Linked DNA regions of Mus musculus: region 2 is linked to region 1. Evidence: chromatin contacts called from public HiChIP or PLAC-seq data. All regions are on one chromosome and are shown on one strand. The core of a region is the stretch at or near the end of the contact, and the rest is flanking DNA. Distances in the headings are between cores, read along the strand shown.

Evidence for each region. HiChIP or PLAC-seq counts read pairs in DNA pulled down with a chosen protein or histone mark.
Region 2: an H3K27ac HiChIP or PLAC-seq map of DN3 thymocytes shows a contact between it and region 1, with 8 times the contacts expected there. The contact joins two enhancer-like sites. A contact is called at or near these places in 1 of 484 Hi-C or Micro-C datasets (cardiomyocytes) and 4 of 115 datasets of contacts at active chromatin or transcription factors (DN3 thymocytes, fibro-adipogenic progenitors, heart atrium and 1 more).

What each region holds. Positions count from the first base shown.
Region 1 is chr13:102,069,618-102,072,555 of GRCm38.p6, forward strand. No RefSeq gene overlaps it. Among named protein-coding and RNA genes, the nearest start is that of Gm41044, 57 kb to the left of the region's middle. Within about 2 kb of position 1,429, at least 43 of the 459 cell types and tissues checked have an H3K27ac peak or open chromatin away from gene starts, as enhancers often do. A contact at or near this core is called in DN3 thymocytes, where this site is marked.
Region 2 is chr13:102,646,290-102,649,227 of GRCm38.p6, forward strand. No RefSeq gene overlaps it. Among named protein-coding and RNA genes, the nearest start is that of Gm41046, 19 kb to the right of the region's middle. Within about 2 kb of position 1,437, at least 54 of the 459 cell types and tissues checked have an H3K27ac peak or open chromatin away from gene starts, as enhancers often do. A contact at or near this core is called in DN3 thymocytes, where this site is marked.

The sequences.
Region 1 (2,938 bases), core at 179-2,678:
CCAGTGGTAACACTGGGGATAGAAGAGGCACTTGCTTTATACAGCCTAGCAACTTAAACATGCAAAAGACCTTACAGATACACTCAGAAATAATGTTTAACCAAATCTCCAGGCATCTCATGACACAGTCAGGTTGCTATGGCAAATTAACCATTACAGACGGGAGCAAGCTTCCCTTTGTTTTCAATGTACATAACTCTATTTTATTAGTTCAACAAGGGCCTGAAACTGTATCAAGATGTTGTAAGGGATACAATGAAGGGAAAATAATCTGTGTTTTAATACTCTCTTGATTCCCTTATGGCTTTTATTTCTGACAAGAGTGGAAAATGCATCACATTGTACCAGACAGGCAACTGTCTGGTGATTGTTGCCACCACCATCTTGTGCATTTGGAATGGACATTTTATGCTGATCTCTGGCTGGGCTGAAATGAATGAATGCCAAGGATAATGTTGGACTCCTGATGCTTTTGCCTCTGTCTCCTAAGTACTCACAGCACCAGGATGAACCACACCCCATCTGGTTTATTTGGTGCTGGGAATCAAACCCCAAGATTTCCTGCATGCAATGCTGTGCCAACTGAGCTACATCTACAGCCCAGGGAGGCCCTGTGCTCTCTACAGCTTACAGAAAATGGTCACAATCTACTGCTCACAAATATCCGAGGCAACAGCAACAGAATTGTATTTTTCTTTTATATTTATTTATTTAGTTAGTTAGTTTTTTTGAGACAGGGTTTCTCTGTGTAGCCCTGACTTTCCTAGAACTCACTCTGTAGACCAGGCTGGCCTCAAACTCAGAAATCCCCCTGCCCCTGCCTCCCGAGTGCTGGGATTAAAGGCGTGTGCCACCATGTTTGGCGTATTTTTCTTTTATTTTGAGATAATATATATCATGTATCTACTGCATAGAAGATCTGACAAACAAAAAGTCTAAAATAAGAGCAGAATTAATTATTCTAGGACACAAAATAATAGTTTACTTACTTCTCCCACCAAACAGCCTTAAAACCAGTGGGCAATTTTGTAAGAAAGCCTTTTCCATTTATAAGTATGGGCACTAGGGAGCCAGCCAGACGACAGAGGAACCCTTGGAAATGGATTACATATGGTGCTGTGAAGCTCCAAAGCTAAAAAACACCGTGTCTGACATTTCTTCCAAGAACCAGCAGGCAAGAAAACCCACTGCAGGGTTTTGAGACTGGCAGGCTTGTGACAAAGCCCAGCTTTACCTCATGTGCCAGCTGACAATCTCAGGGACTCCAGGCAACTGACAAACTGTAGGAGGGAACGTGAAAACAGAGGTTAGAAGCTGATGTGCCTCTTCCTGTGTGGTTTAGGGAACCCAGGGCTTCCAGAGGCCCAATAAAGGGTGGGCCTGTTCACATCTGCAGGCACTATTGACAGTGGGTGAATCCCCATGTCAGGGAGGCAGCAAGGAGGACTAGGCTTACCACAGTCACCGACCACACAGGAGAGAGCAGCTGGAGCCAACACTACTTCAGTCTTCATAAATGTCCTGAGGAACTTTGTAATATCTTAGGCTCAACAAACTCCAAAACACATGTCACCAAGGAACATTGTTTTCACCTTTATTTTAACCCCCTGAGTATATTTAAGACAATGGAATCCATATGTGCCTGCTTCATTTATGCGTAATTCATTAAAGTGATGTTTAGTGCGAGTCATTGCATGCTCACAGAATCTTCTGTTCCTGTTTTATGAAAATTTGGGAGCATTTGCATCCAGAATCAGGGAGCCAGCTAAACCAGACTGAGCAGGACTCAGCTTGGCTTGAAATTTAAAACTCAGAAAGCTCTGCTGGATATCATTTGTGGCTAAATATCTTCTCTCACATCCCAGATCCACAGCCAACAAGGCTGCTGTACCAAGGCCTGCCCCAGAAGAAGGATAAAGGGAATTGTCAGAACACTTAATTGAAACAACATTTTTTTAAGTATGTTTCAAACACATGAAGTGCCCAATGAGAGGAAAAATCATTACCAAGTGAGTTTCTCCTAACTTTTCAATGGTGGCATGAAATAGCAACTAAAGATTGACTTGAATTAAAGTGTGTGTCAGGGGGTGGGGCTTGGAAACAAATTGTGATTGATTATGATGAGAAACCCTTTTCATTATATATCTAGGCTGACACATTAGTTTTCCTTAAAATAATAGATAAAAAAGTGCTTTTTGGAATCTATATAAGCAGTAAAAACTATGGGTATTATCATCATTATTATTGTCAAGCTGAAACAATTACACCATTTTAAAAAGATGTATGCTGTGCATTGAGCTGAATAAGAGGGGAGCAGGATCCTGTTTAAGACTCAGCACATGCTGAAGAGTGGTATCTTCCCTCCAAGTACTGTCCTAAGGGCAAAAGGGACAGTGTTCTGGAGGATGGACATGGTCTCTGCTTCCATGGGGAAGACATGGTCTCTCCAGGGGAGTCAGACAATTGCATAAGGCATAGTTAGAGTACACTCACAAACGAAAAAAAGAGCTTAGAGCACAGTGGCTTAGAACTGGAAGTTGGTTAAAGAAAGGAGCTAGATCTTGAGGAAAGGGTATGACCTTGTCATCCTGTTAAAGCTGTGGCTGACTCAGTTTCCCCAGAACACACATTTTATTTTGATGTTCTACATTCTTGCTTTTCCAGATGTTTATATGTTTTCTTTCACACTCATTCCAGATGTAGGTCTTACATCACTGCATCCACTCAACCAAAGGAGCTCTAACTGTGTCCATCTCTGGTATTCACATCCCCTGGAATTTGCTGACCATTTCTGTGAGAGCACACACTGCTTAGTCCCCCATTGTAGTCACCGGTTAAACAAAATCACACAGACATCAACTCCAAGGTTCCTCTGAGACGAGATAAATGAGACAGAACAAGGCCACTTCATAATTCTTCCTAAGTACAGACACAGTCA
Region 2 (2,938 bases), core at 187-2,686, 580 kb after region 1:
CGCATTTGTAGACAGTGTCACAACAGTGTCGCCCTGACAGAGCGGCTGAGGATAAAACTCTTATGTGTTTGAACCTGGAGAGGATGAGGTAACTGGATGGGCCACAGGAAGTCCCAAGTGGGCCACGGAAATTGACAAACCCCCATGTGTCATCCCACAAGTGAAGGTTCTGGAAGTTTTCCAAGTCTGCCAGTGATCCCAGCTGACCTTTCTCAGTCTGGCAGACTCGGGGCCAGACTGTGGAGAAAATGACTGAGAAGCAAATTCCTGCTGCTTCCTGGTGAGCCCGCTTCACTTTCCAGTAAGTCCCCAGTGGTATAATTGTTCCTTTATCTGCACAGGAAGAGAATTGTCGATTCCTTCTGGAAACTAGAGAGGGCCTGCCCACTCTCCTGGATGCTGGCTCAGAGTCTGTGCATAGGCAGACCTGGAAGGAAGCCCGGTCCTGCGGGGACCACCATGTCATAGTAGCTCTCAGCATCAGGCTGGATGGGGACTTTAATTCTCTAAGATTCAAAGGCCTCGTTGATGATCACCAAGCAGAACTTGCTGTATGTTACTATGAAACTTGGACCAACAAAGGGTGACCCACTGGCCAAAGCCAGGCCCTCTCCTGTGTTTATGACCGCGTCTTTTCAGAAGCATATCCCCGCTCGTTCACATTAGTCCCCTGTACACCAACTCCCCTCCATGGCAGAGGTGAGGAGCTGCACCAGAGCTCCCATGTCTGCCCAGCCCGGATTGCTCACTGCCTGGGCCTTCACATGAGAAAAGCTCACTGACTCCAGTTCAGCAGAAAGGCCGTTCTGGTAAGGCAGTGTAGTATCTGGAAAGACCCTGAGAAGGGACTCAAAGGCCTGAACTCAGGCTCTGCCTCTATCAGAAACCAGCAGGTGAATGACTGAATACCTTTCCAGGGGCACGGGATGTAAAAAAAAAAAAAAAAAAAAAAAAAAAATGTGATCTCCATCTCCAGTGCCAAACTGGTTACCCAATACTTTTTGTTTCCAAAAGCTTTTTTTCCTATTTGTGACCCAAGGACTATGATATTTGAGGTTATTACATTGGTATTGACACCTTGTAAAAAATAAATAAATATGGGAATACAGAGATAGAGAGTTCCTTGGTTTAAAGCACTATCTGCTCTTTGAGAAAACCCAAGTTTGGTTTCTAGCATCCATCGAAGTAGAGTACCCTACAACCATCTATAACTCCAGCCTCAGGGGGGTCTGACACCCTTGCTGGCCTCCACATGTACATGTGTGTGCAGACACACACACATAGACACATAAATTTAAAAAAAAAAAAACATTTTAAAGAAAGACTAGAAACACTCATTTAGGTCCCCACACAGATGCATCCCAAAGTACTCAGAGCCCACTGATACACCCACACTTCCTGCATTGCCCCTCTACAGAAGAGACATGTGTCTTCTGGGGCCTCACCATCTGTGGAGCAATGATCAAAACATTACTATTCAGTTACTCTCTAAGCACAGCTGTAGAATCACGGAGACGTGTTTTTACAAAACCAAGCAATTGTCTGAGTCTGTCTCCCAACCGAAGAACGGGGAAAGTCTAATTCACAGAACAATTCCTACTTTATAGAGCCTTTATATACAACATGCGGGGTACACTCCTGTTTACTTGTTTTTCATGCCATCTTTATTTAGTGTGTACTTTATAAGACTTGCAAATAGTTTCCAAACATCTCCGAATTTAAGAGGAAAAATGCAACTGAGTGAAGCTGATTTAAATTAGCTTAGTCTGGGTTCTTCCCAGAAGCAGAGCCCAGATGAGAGAAGATGCCTTATTTTTGGAATTGATTTGAGGAAACAAGTAGAGAAACAGACAAATTAAAATAGGGCCAATCATAGGGTCTTCAACTAGGTTGGTTACTGGATATGGACAACCAAGGATCCTTCCTCCTGGGCTACTGTGAGCTTCTTTGTGGAATGGCTTCTGGTATACCTTCCTGAAGGATGTAGGTCAGACATAATGATACACTTACTCCCATTATTGCCCTATGTGGCTCTAATCTGCTCACATTTCCAGTGTGAACACGAGGCAGAAGTCAGATCTGCCACAGCCTGAAACTCCATATCAGCAACCAAAGATTGTATGATACACCGGCCGGAGGGAGCCCATGCATCACAACTGCATAGAGCATTCATAGCCAAGACCACAGTCAAACAGCAGGCTGGGAGAACATAAAGAAGGACACAAAAACACCCCACCCAGCATGTGAAGTCTAAACCCTACTATGTCATATTCCCCAATCACCAGCACTTAGGGTAGTATGGCTGCAGTAGTCCTTTACTATCAGGGATGCCTCTGACATTATAATAAATTCCCTTTGTTTGCTGGCTTATGCAGAAGACATCAGATTAACACTTTTGATGAAAAGGAGAACTCGAATTCTCTCCCATTGAATAGAGAGCAATGAATGGAGGAGAGTGTAAGAGATGTCTCCAGGGGCTTGGAGAGATGACTCAGTGGTTAAGAGCACTGACTGTTCTTCCAAAGGCCCTGAGTTCAAATCCCAGCAACCATGGTGGTTCACAACCATCTGTAATGGGGTCTGTAATGGGATCCGATGCCCTCCTCTGGTGTGTTTCAAGAGAACAACACTGTACTCACATACACAAAATCTTTAAGAGAGAGAGAGATCTTCAAAAATTGAGCAGTATCATAGAATTGTTTCAATAGACCAATGTGCTCCTAATTCAAGGAAGTACCAAGAAGGAAAAGTCACCCTTGAGCAATGATCAAAGCGCATGTAAAAAATAAAATAAAATAAATTTAGAGAGGCTTAAATAAATATGTGTGGGGAAATGAGCATCCATGCAGTTGATGAGGGAGACAGGTCCTCCTCCATCATGGCTCCCTGGACCTCATCCCAGCATATTGTGTTCCATCCACTGGTATCAGAGCTCCAG